Regions from separate parts of the Macaca mulatta genome. Here region 2 is linked to region 1. Evidence: chromatin contacts called from public Hi-C data. All regions are on one chromosome and are shown on one strand. The core of a region is the stretch at or near the end of the contact, and the rest is flanking DNA. Distances in the headings are between cores, read along the strand shown. Region 1 holds the start of GFOD1 (Gfo/Idh/MocA-like oxidoreductase domain containing 1). Region 2 holds the start of TBC1D7 (TBC1 domain family member 7).

Region 1 (5,233 bases), core at 1,137-3,636:
CATTGGCTTTGAAGAGATAACAGACATGTCTTGTTAATTAAAGAAAAGTCACAGGGATATTTGAAAAATAAGAACAGAAGAAGTATCCAGAAATGTCTAATTTGTGTCACATCTCTTGAAACCAGAGCCCCCAGATACTTTCATGGCCAACTTCCCAGAGACAGCCAGAAAACAAGGTCATCCTTGTTCCCCAAATCGCCACCCTCCTGCTCTAGGTTTGCTCTGTGGGTCTGTACCCAGGACAGGAACCACCATCTCTATGGTGGAGAAACGAAGTTACAACATGGTCTTTCAGATATGACCAGTCCTAAGCTCTCCAGTATACCCAGGGCTCATGAGGGACCAGTTTTGTACAAACTGCACCAATAGAATTATACCACAAGATGGTTATAAAATATTTAATATGCAAATAGCCAATGTAAACCAGGGAGTTATCCACCCAATACACATGTTCCATCAAACAGAAAATAAATATTGGCCAGACTCAATGGCATTCAGTTCAAGGCCAAAGAAACAGGCCACAAAGGGCAGACACTTAATAAAATTAACTGACAATTAAAACTGACAATGTGAGCAGCCTCCTTAGGAATTCCATCAGATGTCGCATCTGAGTCAACAGCCAAATGGCCTGATAAAAATGCCTTTCTATGGAGAGTTTCTACATTCTGTTCAGAGCTCTTCGAAGGCAGAATTAAAACACATATATATATTTCACCCACCCTGAATCCACACCTATTTTTAAAAAATAAAACAGTCTTTCCAAGACTACATAACTTCCGGTTGGTTTCTGGATGGTCTCTGTTCCTTGGCAGTTCCTCCCTTCTAATCTGTTCTACTATTCGCTTCATCTGGTTATAAGCTTTGTTCTTGTTATAAGCTTTGTGTTTTCCTCACCAATAGAAACTTCAGCTTTCAAAGGTGAGCTGCTAATTTTCTTGGAATTGTAAGATCAAGCAAGCTTCCTGGGATTGTTTTAGGTTATATGTAAGAACTGATGATGAACAAAACATGCCCTTCTCTTTCCCCTGAGCATGGGCTAAGAGGTTGCTACTCTGTGCTCAGAGATTGTTCAGACTGCCTGGGAGTTGAGGGGAGCAGGGACCAGATGGTGAGGCACCCTGAACTCATCTCCGGCCCCCGCGGGTCAACACTGTGCCTTCAGAAACTATTCCTGAAGGCGATTAGCGAGGGCCTTTTCTGATGCAAAGCGTCCATGCCTCTGGAGCTACTGCGCCCATCCCCGTAAAAATTTAAAATCGATTACTCCAAACTGTGGCAGAAGACATTTCCCGGAAGGCTGCATTCAAAAGTTAAAACCCCTGGTTTTATCAAATCAGTCTTTACTAACCTATGACGCTTCTGAAAACATTCTAAATCATCACCCCCATCCAACCACTCCCATCATCCTTGCCTCCAGCGCAGACGAAATAATTCCAGCCGATGGTCACACCTCCAATGTCACGCTAAACTAACTCACAGTAGAAAGAAACAAACGACCCCAACAGGGCGCCACAGTTGCTGAAGGGCAGGTCCTCTGTCGAACCCAAGAACCCCGAGACACGTGTGCGGCCCTTTATTCAGGCGTTTCTGGGCGCGCACTCGCGTCTCCCAGGCGCGCGCGCGCACACACACACACACACTCACACACACACGTACACGACACACACAGCTGAGGACTAACTTTCCTCTTCTTGCGGAGCACCCCATCCCCTGATATCGGCATCTGATCTTCCTAGTTCGGATCCCCGGAACACACTCCTCCTCCAGCCTGCCAGCCACACACGTGGGGAAGCGCGTCCAAGTGGTGCCAGGAGGCAGGAGGGAAGTGCAAAGGTGGGGAAGGCCCGGGACAAGGAAGGAGGGAGCTCTGAGTCGGATCTGGGATCTCAGATCCCTGGGGCAGCGTAGATGCAGGGTAAGCTTCTGGGACACGGAAAGGGAAAGGCAGCGGGGAAGGAACCCAGGGAAGGTTAAAGGGCGGGTGTGGGACGGAGGATTCAGGGTAGGGGTCGCTCACCTAGGGTTTTGACAGCGATCTGTCTGGTGAGAGGCGGCGGCAGGTTAATGCACACCAAGTCCACGTCCTGATGTAGCAGCACCTCATCAATGCGGCTAGTGTAGAAGGGGACACTCATCTCCTTGGCCAGCTCCTCCGCTTCTTCCTGCGTGCGGCCCCACAGCGCCTTCACCGCGAAGCCCTCGTCTTTTAGCAGCGGGATGATGACACGGGCCGTGAGGCTGGTGCCGAACACGCCCACCCCGGGAAGCATGGCTGCTCAGAGCCGCCTGGTTCTGCTTCTACTCGGATCTCCAGTCCAACACGCGCACACACCCACCTCCAGCTAGTCCTGCACCCGGCTCCTGCAGCCAATCTAGCCGCTGTGCGCCAGCCGCCGTGCACCGGGCAAGGCGCCCGGGTGCCCAGCGCGCACCGAGCTGCAGGCGGAGCAAGCTCGGGGCGCCTCAGTACGGTGACTGCGGCAGTGTCCGCCACGCGGGGCTTGCGTCCTTCCCGGAGTCGGCGACAGGGACCCCCCCAGGGCGCCGGAGGCTTCGAAGCCCCCTGGAGCCCCGGCTCAGGCGGCGTTCGGGCGGCAGCGCCAGTCCGCTGCGTGCGCCCAGCCAAGGCCGCTCCATGGCCGGCTCATCCCCGCGGCCGCGCCGCCGCAGCCCGGGACCGTCTCTCTCCCGCGTCGTTTGCGCAGCCGGCGAATCGCACACACAAACGTCTACACCCTGCCCCAGAGTCTGGGCACGGACCCGCTCCGCTGGGGAGTCTCCTTTATCCCTCGCCCTCCGCTCGGAATGAAATAATCCCGCGACCGCCAGGAGGCCGGCTAAGGATGCGGCCCGGAGCGCGCCGGACGGGGATCTCAAGCTGCAGCGCTGCAGCGGCTGCCACGACCCGGCGCCAGCCTCCTCATTTTGCTGCCATGTTCGCTCGCCTCGCGGCTCGGGCGGCCTCGGCCCCAGGCCGGCTCAGGCTCCGGGATCCCGCGGGGACGAGGGCGGAGTTGGCGAGTTTGGCTGTCAGCGGCCGGTGTTCCTGCACCGCCCTCACCGCAGCGCCGCGCGCCATTGGCCGCCGCGCGCCGCCCCCGCCCCCGCCGCCGCCAGCTCCGGGTGCGCGCTGCGCCGGGGCCCTGGGAGCCCAGCCCGGCTCCTCCCCGGCCCCGCCTCGCTCGCCTCCTGCCCCTCCGCTTCTTCCCTTTCTTTGCCCTCACCATCTTCTTCTCCTCCCTGCTTCACTCCAAACCCCGCCCCAAGCAAGCAAATAAATCTATCTAGGCAGGGCGCGCCCCAATAGGTTAGTCGCCTGTCCCTTGGAAGAGAGCAGTGGGCGCCTTGGCCTGGGGGCAGTGAGGGGACCCGGCGAGGTGCGAACAGCCGGTATTAACAACCTCGGTCCCCGGAGCGTTACCTGCGTGCTGAGCATCATACTGAAGCCTTTCCAGGCATTGTCCCTTTTAGTCCTCGCAGCAACCTAAGGTTATTGGAAACCCATTTTACCAGTGATGTAAATGAGTCCCAGTGAAGGCTAAGGGACTTGCGCAAGGTGACATATGTAAGCAACAGGCCTGCGATTGGAATCCAGGCCCCAGAGTCTGGGCATGGAACCGCAGACTTCTCCGGTCCCCTTCCAAGCTAGCCTGCTCCAATCGCGCGCCCCCGCTCCGGCCGCGCACGCACGGTTCAGCCGCCTTCTTCCCAGACAGTCCAGTCTTGGCGGGCTCCCATCTGCCTCCCACCTCCCCTGCCCCTAGGCCCGTGCCCGCCGCCGCGTAGAGGCTGTGGTCTGGACTGCCGCAGCGGCGCAGGGGTCTCCGAGGCCGCTGCGGCGCGTGCGTCTCGTGTCTAGGTTTCGAGACGGATATGTCGCCCTGGCCAGATGCCACGCCCGCTTCTTGCTTCGGCTCCTGTTGCCATCGCCACTTCCAGCAGCCTTTACTTCTCCCAGCTTGCCCCCACCTCGACCCCCCTGCACCCTTGTCAGGCCCTTGAGGGGGGACTGAGGGGAACTGGCCAAGGCTGGCCCCGCACCTCTGGAGCCGTGGGGACTCTGCGTCTGTCTGGTTTTCCACCATATCCTTGGCACCTGGCACACTGCCTGCCTGTATGTAGTAGGCCCTCAATAAACATTTGCTAAATAAATGAATGCATATTCATCGAATGCCCGCTTCGCACCCATTTGATGCCGGGAGCGGGGACTAAAAATTGAAAGGCACGTCTTCTAGCTGAAGGTCTTTGGAGAGGTCATGGGTCAGGTCATGTTCATCTCCTGTCTTCAGCACTGGGCTCAATGTCTGCCGCAACACGAGTGGAAAACGTGATACTTGCAAGCGTTTAAAACAACTTGTAACAACTGGCAGTGAGGCGGGGCGCGCGTGGAGAGAGCAGGATATCAAAAAAGCTGTGTGTGGCAATGCGGAGTGGAGGCTGACCTAGGGCATTAGAAGAAACGCACAAAGGACACGGTGCTGGGTGGCTGGCAGCAGCCTGGGGAGGACTGAGAGACAAAGGGGGTGTTGACCTCAACACTAACAGGCTTCTTTTGAGCAGGGGTTTTGTAAGAACCAAGGCAGGAACGCCTATCTGGGCACAGGAGCAGGCAGTGGTGTCGGACCCAAGGGACTGGATACATCACAGACTTGTCACATGTCAGAGAAGGCCAGGCTCTCAGGGAGCCGAGGATGTGCAGTAGCGGTCAGAGCACAGCCAGAGCCACTGGCGTTGACTTCTGGCTCTGCCATTTATTAGCTGTAGGACCTTGAGCAAATCACTTCTCTGCAGCATAGTTTCATCTGTAAAATGGGTGGGTAATAATGGTACATACCACAAGGGGTTTTAGAGGATTGGATTCATTAACATTTACAAAGTCCTGAGAATAAGGCATGGTACATAGTAAGTTCTATATAAATGTTAAATAAATAAATATAGAAAATGGGTCTGCTACCGATGTCATTTCTTGATGAGAGAGAACCTTGTACAGTGCAGCAATATCTAGCTAATAAGATGGAGTTTTGTTTGTGTTCTTTTAAAGGGAACTCTACCCCTAGCTTGAATGTGAATAAAATGGACCTTCTAAGCCTGCAGTCGTGGCTCACACCTATAATCCCACTGACTGGGGAAGCCTAACCAGGGGTATCGCTTAAGCCAGAAGTTCTAGACCACCTTGGGCAACATAACAAGACCCCATTTCCTAAAAATTAAAACATTCATTGGGCATGGTGGT
Region 2 (5,486 bases), core at 1,143-3,642, 160 kb before region 1:
TTATTTTACTTTAGTCAACAACAGACCTTATTCAGATTGGCTTAAAATAAACTAAAATGTCAATATACAATGCACTCTTAGTATTTCCATAGAAGAAAATCATGGGCTGAGCGTGGTAACTAATGCCTGTAATCCCAGCACTTTGGGAGGTCGAGGTGGGTGGATCACTTGAGGTCAGGAGTTTGAGACCAGCCTGGCCAACATGGTGACTGTCTCTACTAAAAACACAAAAAATAGCTAGGAATGGTGGCGCATGCCTGTAGTCCCAGCTACTTAGGAGGCTGAGGCAGGAGAATCGCTTGAACCCAGGAAGTGTAGGTTGCAGTGAGCCCAGATCGCACCACTGCACTACAGCCTGGGCAACAGAGTCAGACTCGGTCTCAAAAAAAAGAAGAAAAAAATCATGACCAGAGTTATTGCAAATTTACCTAGATAATACATATAGGTTCAATTAAAGAAAAAATATTAACGACTTTCTTAAGAAACCTTTCAAAAACTTCTGACCCTCAGTGAAATATAAATTTGAAAAATCTATAACTTTTCTCAAAATACACCATTCTGCTTCAACACATCACTAAAAAATACAACAAACAACCAATGCTTCTGGATGTCTTTTAAGAAAATACTTACTTAAGAACATGTGGAATGACTGAGAACCAATGAGATTAATTTTAAAAAGCACTCACCCAGACGGTCATCTTTTAGGAGAATTTCTAATGATTTCTTTTCTTCAACTCCACGAAACCCCACTTTCTCATAATATACTGAACGAAAGTTTCTCTGAGAGTCGTCAGTCATATTTCATTCTTGGAGGAGACACAGAAAGAGAGAGAGACGAAGGAGAAAAGTGAATGTAGAAACAATGAGTCAAGAATTAGAATAATTTTCAATGATGTTCTCCACCTTTTCAATAAATCTGATGTACCCTTGCATAGGACCCAATATTAAAGATTTCCTTTTACTCAGTTCTACAACCATCCACCTATGCATCTTGGCCAAAACCCAAGATATACGTTAAAAGTTCTCTGAGCTGCTAAAATACATGGCACAAGGTTTATGCACTAGGTTTCCCACTATACCTATGAATGCCTAGCACAATAGAACATTCTGTAGTTATTATAAATGTGCAAAGAAAAAAAAATAAGTGAAATGGAAGCCAGGCAAGATATGTCAAAAAAAACTATACTCCAACAGTATACACTATGATTTCATTGTTTTTTTACAAATTTCATGTATTTTAAAAATTAACACTCTATTCCAAAATGTTAGCAATGGTTATCTTTAGGTAGTAGGATTCCAGATGATTTTAATTTCCTTTCTTTAGCTTAGTTGTTTTTTTAAATGGGCATTTTGCAAAATGAAAAATTAAGTTATATAAAAGTAAAAAGCCACGAGTTCCTCACTTTTCTTTTAAACACAATTCTATTAAGTGTAACTATCAAAATTCAAAACTTACAACAGATAAATTGCATTAAATTATAAGGAGAAGAGAGTAAAGAATGTAGCCGATTGACAGTGATCCTAAAGTCAGAGTTGAAGCCAGAAAAACGATTTAAAATCTATCGCAAGAACTCAAAAAGTTCAGTGGTCTCAGGTTCCTTCATAGTAACCTTCATAATACTGGAGGTAACTCATCCAAAAAAAGACCAAGTTAGATTTGGCGTTTCAAGAACAGAAAAGATGTGATGCATTTCCCAAAAAAGCACGGCACTGCCTCACGCAAATGCTTCCAGGCTCTGTGCACAAGAGTAAATCTTCAGGTTTAAACATCCTGAGACGTCCCCAGTGAGCAGGGGAGGGCTTCCTTCCTTATTGAAAAGATATCCTCTGAACTGATCCAGTCACAGGAAAGATTAGGATTCGTTTAGTAAATGAAATGCTAAATGGCTCTGAGCTTTCGGGAGCAGATGTCTTAAAAATAAAAAAGTCAGCAGCATAAAACGCGTAATGAGTGTGGGGATTTATTTTTTTTTTAAGGCATCCAAACAGTTGCATGACGATTCGGTCGGTCCCTGTTGTCTAAGGACACCCATTCTTAGATTGCACTACAATGACAAAGGCATCCTCTAGGAGGAAACATTGCAAATAAAATCTCCTGCCCATGCGCGTCCACCTGATGGGAAAAGTAAAAACACCGTGGTCCAAGACCCCAGGTCCCATTCTCTCTCTGATGGATGCTTCACCTCTAGAAGTGGAAACACGCCCGGGTTGAGACTAAGTGGTCCGGAGAAGCAGAGGAAGCCGTGCCCTGTGCGCTGACTGACCGCCGGGCAGGCGGGCACCGTTGGAGCCCAGGGCCAGGAGGGGCGAGTCCTGCGGGAAGGAGGGAGATGGCGGGACACCTGGGACACCCGTGCGCGCCCCGACGGCCCGGGAGACAAAACTCAGCACCGCCGCCGCCGCCGCCGCCGGATGTGACATCAACTCCAGGTCGAGGGGCGGGCACTGGGCCGGCGCATGCGCAGAGGGCGCGCGCAGGAAGCTCCACCCTCACTCCGGGAAGCTCGGGGTTTCGTTGGTGAAACCCGACGGGATAAAGGGCTAGACTCGCCTCCAGGCTTGTGTAGTTTCTCCCACCCTAGGCACCCGGGCCCTTGCTACCCTGCAAAATCTCGCGACCATTTACTCCGGCCGTCCGAAGGCGCGTGCCTGGGTTGCACTGCCGTCTCCGGCCCTCGAGTTTCCTACCTAGGGGAGACCCGAGCCCTAGGGCCATACTTAAGCTGCCTGCGTGCAGGACCCGAGTTTTGCTTTTGCTAATTTCCTCCCCGCCCCGGGTGTGTGGGAATAAATGGAAGACCATCTGAACGAGAAGAGCAAAGGCGTCAGCCACTGTCCCTTGCCTTTGGGGAGGGACGCAAAGGCAGACAGAGGAGTGGGGACGCTTTAGGGTGGACAAAAGGGAAGGCTTTAGGTGTGCGCAGACCGGAGTCTGGAGGCAGCTCCCTAGAAGTGAAATATCCCAGGGATTGGTTAGGGGGCATAGTTGCCTTTCTCTGGTCGGTCCTAACTTGGAAGCAAGGACAAAAATTAAGAAAGCGATCAGTTATTAAGTCCTGGCCACTGGAGCCCAGTTGTTACAGAAGTTATTGTTCAGCTTCCTAGACTGTTGCTAGAGACGGCAATCTGGCTTCCTGCAAGTCTGATTTAGAGCAGGCAGGCTCCCTGGGTTGCTTATTGTAGATAACGGACTGGTTTTCCGGGCAGGTTGCTGCAGGTTGTGGATTAGAGGTCTGTTTTTATATTAGGTTTGGCCATTGTCTTAGTATATTCAGCCTCTCAGGTAAAATACTATAAAATGGGAGAAAAATGAAAGTTAAAAAAATATATATGTGCTAAATACAAGCTCCGATTTGTTATTAGTAGGTCTAACAGAACAAAGTTACTCTTTAAAGTAGCTACTAACGCTTACAAATGCTTGCTTTCTATTTCTGTGCTTGCCTCACTGGTCCACCGGCTGAGCAGCAGTGCCCAAGTAGGTTTTTAAACCGCCAGGGTTTGAGAGAAATCCCCAGTGATGGGTATCGTCCCTTTGAAAGTCCAAATCTCTACCAAATAAACCACACAGATGCCAAGCTTTAGAGGAAACTTAGGACTATCAACAGTGCAGAAGTCCGGTTATAGTGCAGACAAATGTGTGGTATAATGGCTAGACAGAACTTAAAAAAAGAAACGTGTGGTGGTTGAACTCAAACACTGATGCCTCTCCCCACCCCCTTACCACCACCATCTTTAGTTCCTCAGTACTGGGGTACTAAACCTTACTTGGGTAGTGTTCACATGAGTAAGCAGAGTTCTTCAAGTTACCTTACACAGGTTCCGTTTACTTGATCTAAACCTTGGGCCGGTCACTAACTTTTACAATTTCATTTTCTTGTCTTTAAATCATCACCAAGACTGGGCGCGGTGGCTCACGCCTGTAATCCCAGCACTTTGGGAGGCTGAGGCAGGCGGATCGCCTGAAGTCAGGAGCTCGAGACCAGCCTGGCCAACATGGTGAAACCCCATCTCTACTAAAAATACAAAATTAGCCGGGCGTGATGGTGCACACCTGTAATCCCAGCTACTCCGGAGGCTGAGTCAGGAGGATCACTTGAACCCAGGAGGCGGAGGTTGCAGTGAGCCGAGATGGCACCAGCCTGGGCAACAACAGTAAAATTCCGTCTCAAAAAATAATAATAGAATAAAATCATCACCAATAGTGGTGATTATATAGAAGGTGGGAAGGGTTAAATGAGAAAGTATGTAATGTACTTGGCATGGTGCCTGGCATGTGGCACAGTAGGGATATATGTGAATTGGCTGTGTCAAGATCAATTAAAAATACAAAGATGAGTCTCTAAATCATTTTATTTGGGAAAACAGAATTGCAGTTCAGGGCATACACACAGACTTGGGTGGTCTTCAGAAGAACAAAGAGATGGTTGGAGGTTTCATTAGAGAAATGTTATGTATTGCCTTGAAAGATAGCTCATTGACCCTAAGCAAAGTTTTTAGGAGCAGGCAAGCTCTAATTTGTGAGAGAAGGTGGTAAGTAAAACTAGTCTTAGAGTTTCAGCAGCTACTAGGTAAAACTGGTCTTCAGGTTATATAGCAGGTCACCTTGGCAGCTGGCTTTCAATATAATTCCTGGGCAGGCACTTTGTGCCCCAAATACTTTCTCTTCTCCCTCATTTCTGGACTCTAATTTATCTGGGTATGACAAGATAACTCCAATTCATATAATCAGTTTTCAAGGCTGCTATTCACTGAATGGTGACAGCAATATTGGTGCCTTCAACTGCCCTTCATTCTGTTTTTTGATGAGCTGCTAACAGAATATGTGGAAGCTTCCCTAAGAGATAACACCCTGAGACTTTGGTCAACTCTGCAGCCAGAATGAATCTAAAAATATCCCTCCTCTGCACAAAATCCTTCAGTGGCTCCCCATTTCTCTCACAGGAAAAACTGAAGTACTCACAACAGCCTAACAACACTTCTCATGGTCTACCTTCTCTTACCTCAATCTCAGCTACTATGAGTGACTGCCTTACCTTAGGACCTTCTCACATTCCCTGTGCCTGCAACACGTTACCCTCTGCTTGCCGCATGGGCCACTCACTTACCTCAGTTGTGATCAAATGTCCCCTCCCAGAGGCTACTCTCCCCACCCCACCTAAAATTGCAACACTTTACTCGAATCCCAATCCCCTGTATGCAGTTCTACCTTTTCCTTTTTCCACAGCACTGATCCTTTTTTTTTTTTTTTTTTTTTTTTTTTTTTGAGACAGTTTTGCTCTTGTTGCCCAAGCTGGAGTGCAAAATGTTGCGACCTCAGCTCATTGCAGCCTTTGCCTCCTGGGTTCAAGCGATTCTCCTGTCTCAGCCTCTGGAGTAGCTGGGATTACAGGCACCCACCACCACACCCAGCTAATTTTTCGTATTTTTAGTAGAGATGGAGTTTCACCATGTTAGCCAGGCTGGTCTCAAACTCCTGACCTCAGGTG

Evidence for each region. A called contact is a pair of places that touch in the nucleus more often than the background predicts.
Region 2: a contact with region 1 is called in a Hi-C map of fetal cortex germinal zone, with 2.8 times the contacts expected there. The contact joins the promoter of TBC1D7 here to the promoter of GFOD1 in region 1. A contact is called at or near these places in 3 of 14 Hi-C or Micro-C datasets (fetal cortex germinal zone, fetal cortical plate and fibroblasts).

The regions. Positions count from the first base shown.
Region 1 is chr4:169,623,233-169,628,465 of T2T-MMU8v2.0, reverse strand. GFOD1 (Gfo/Idh/MocA-like oxidoreductase domain containing 1) reads right to left here and starts at 2,386. Exons shown (of 2, transcript NM_001266214.1): 1 at 2,018-2,386. The coding sequence starts at 2,270.
Region 2 is chr4:169,786,092-169,791,577 of T2T-MMU8v2.0, reverse strand. TBC1D7 (TBC1 domain family member 7) reads right to left here and starts at 2,392. Exons shown (of 7, transcript XM_015135574.3): 1 at 2,184-2,392; 2 at 687-806. The coding sequence starts at 798.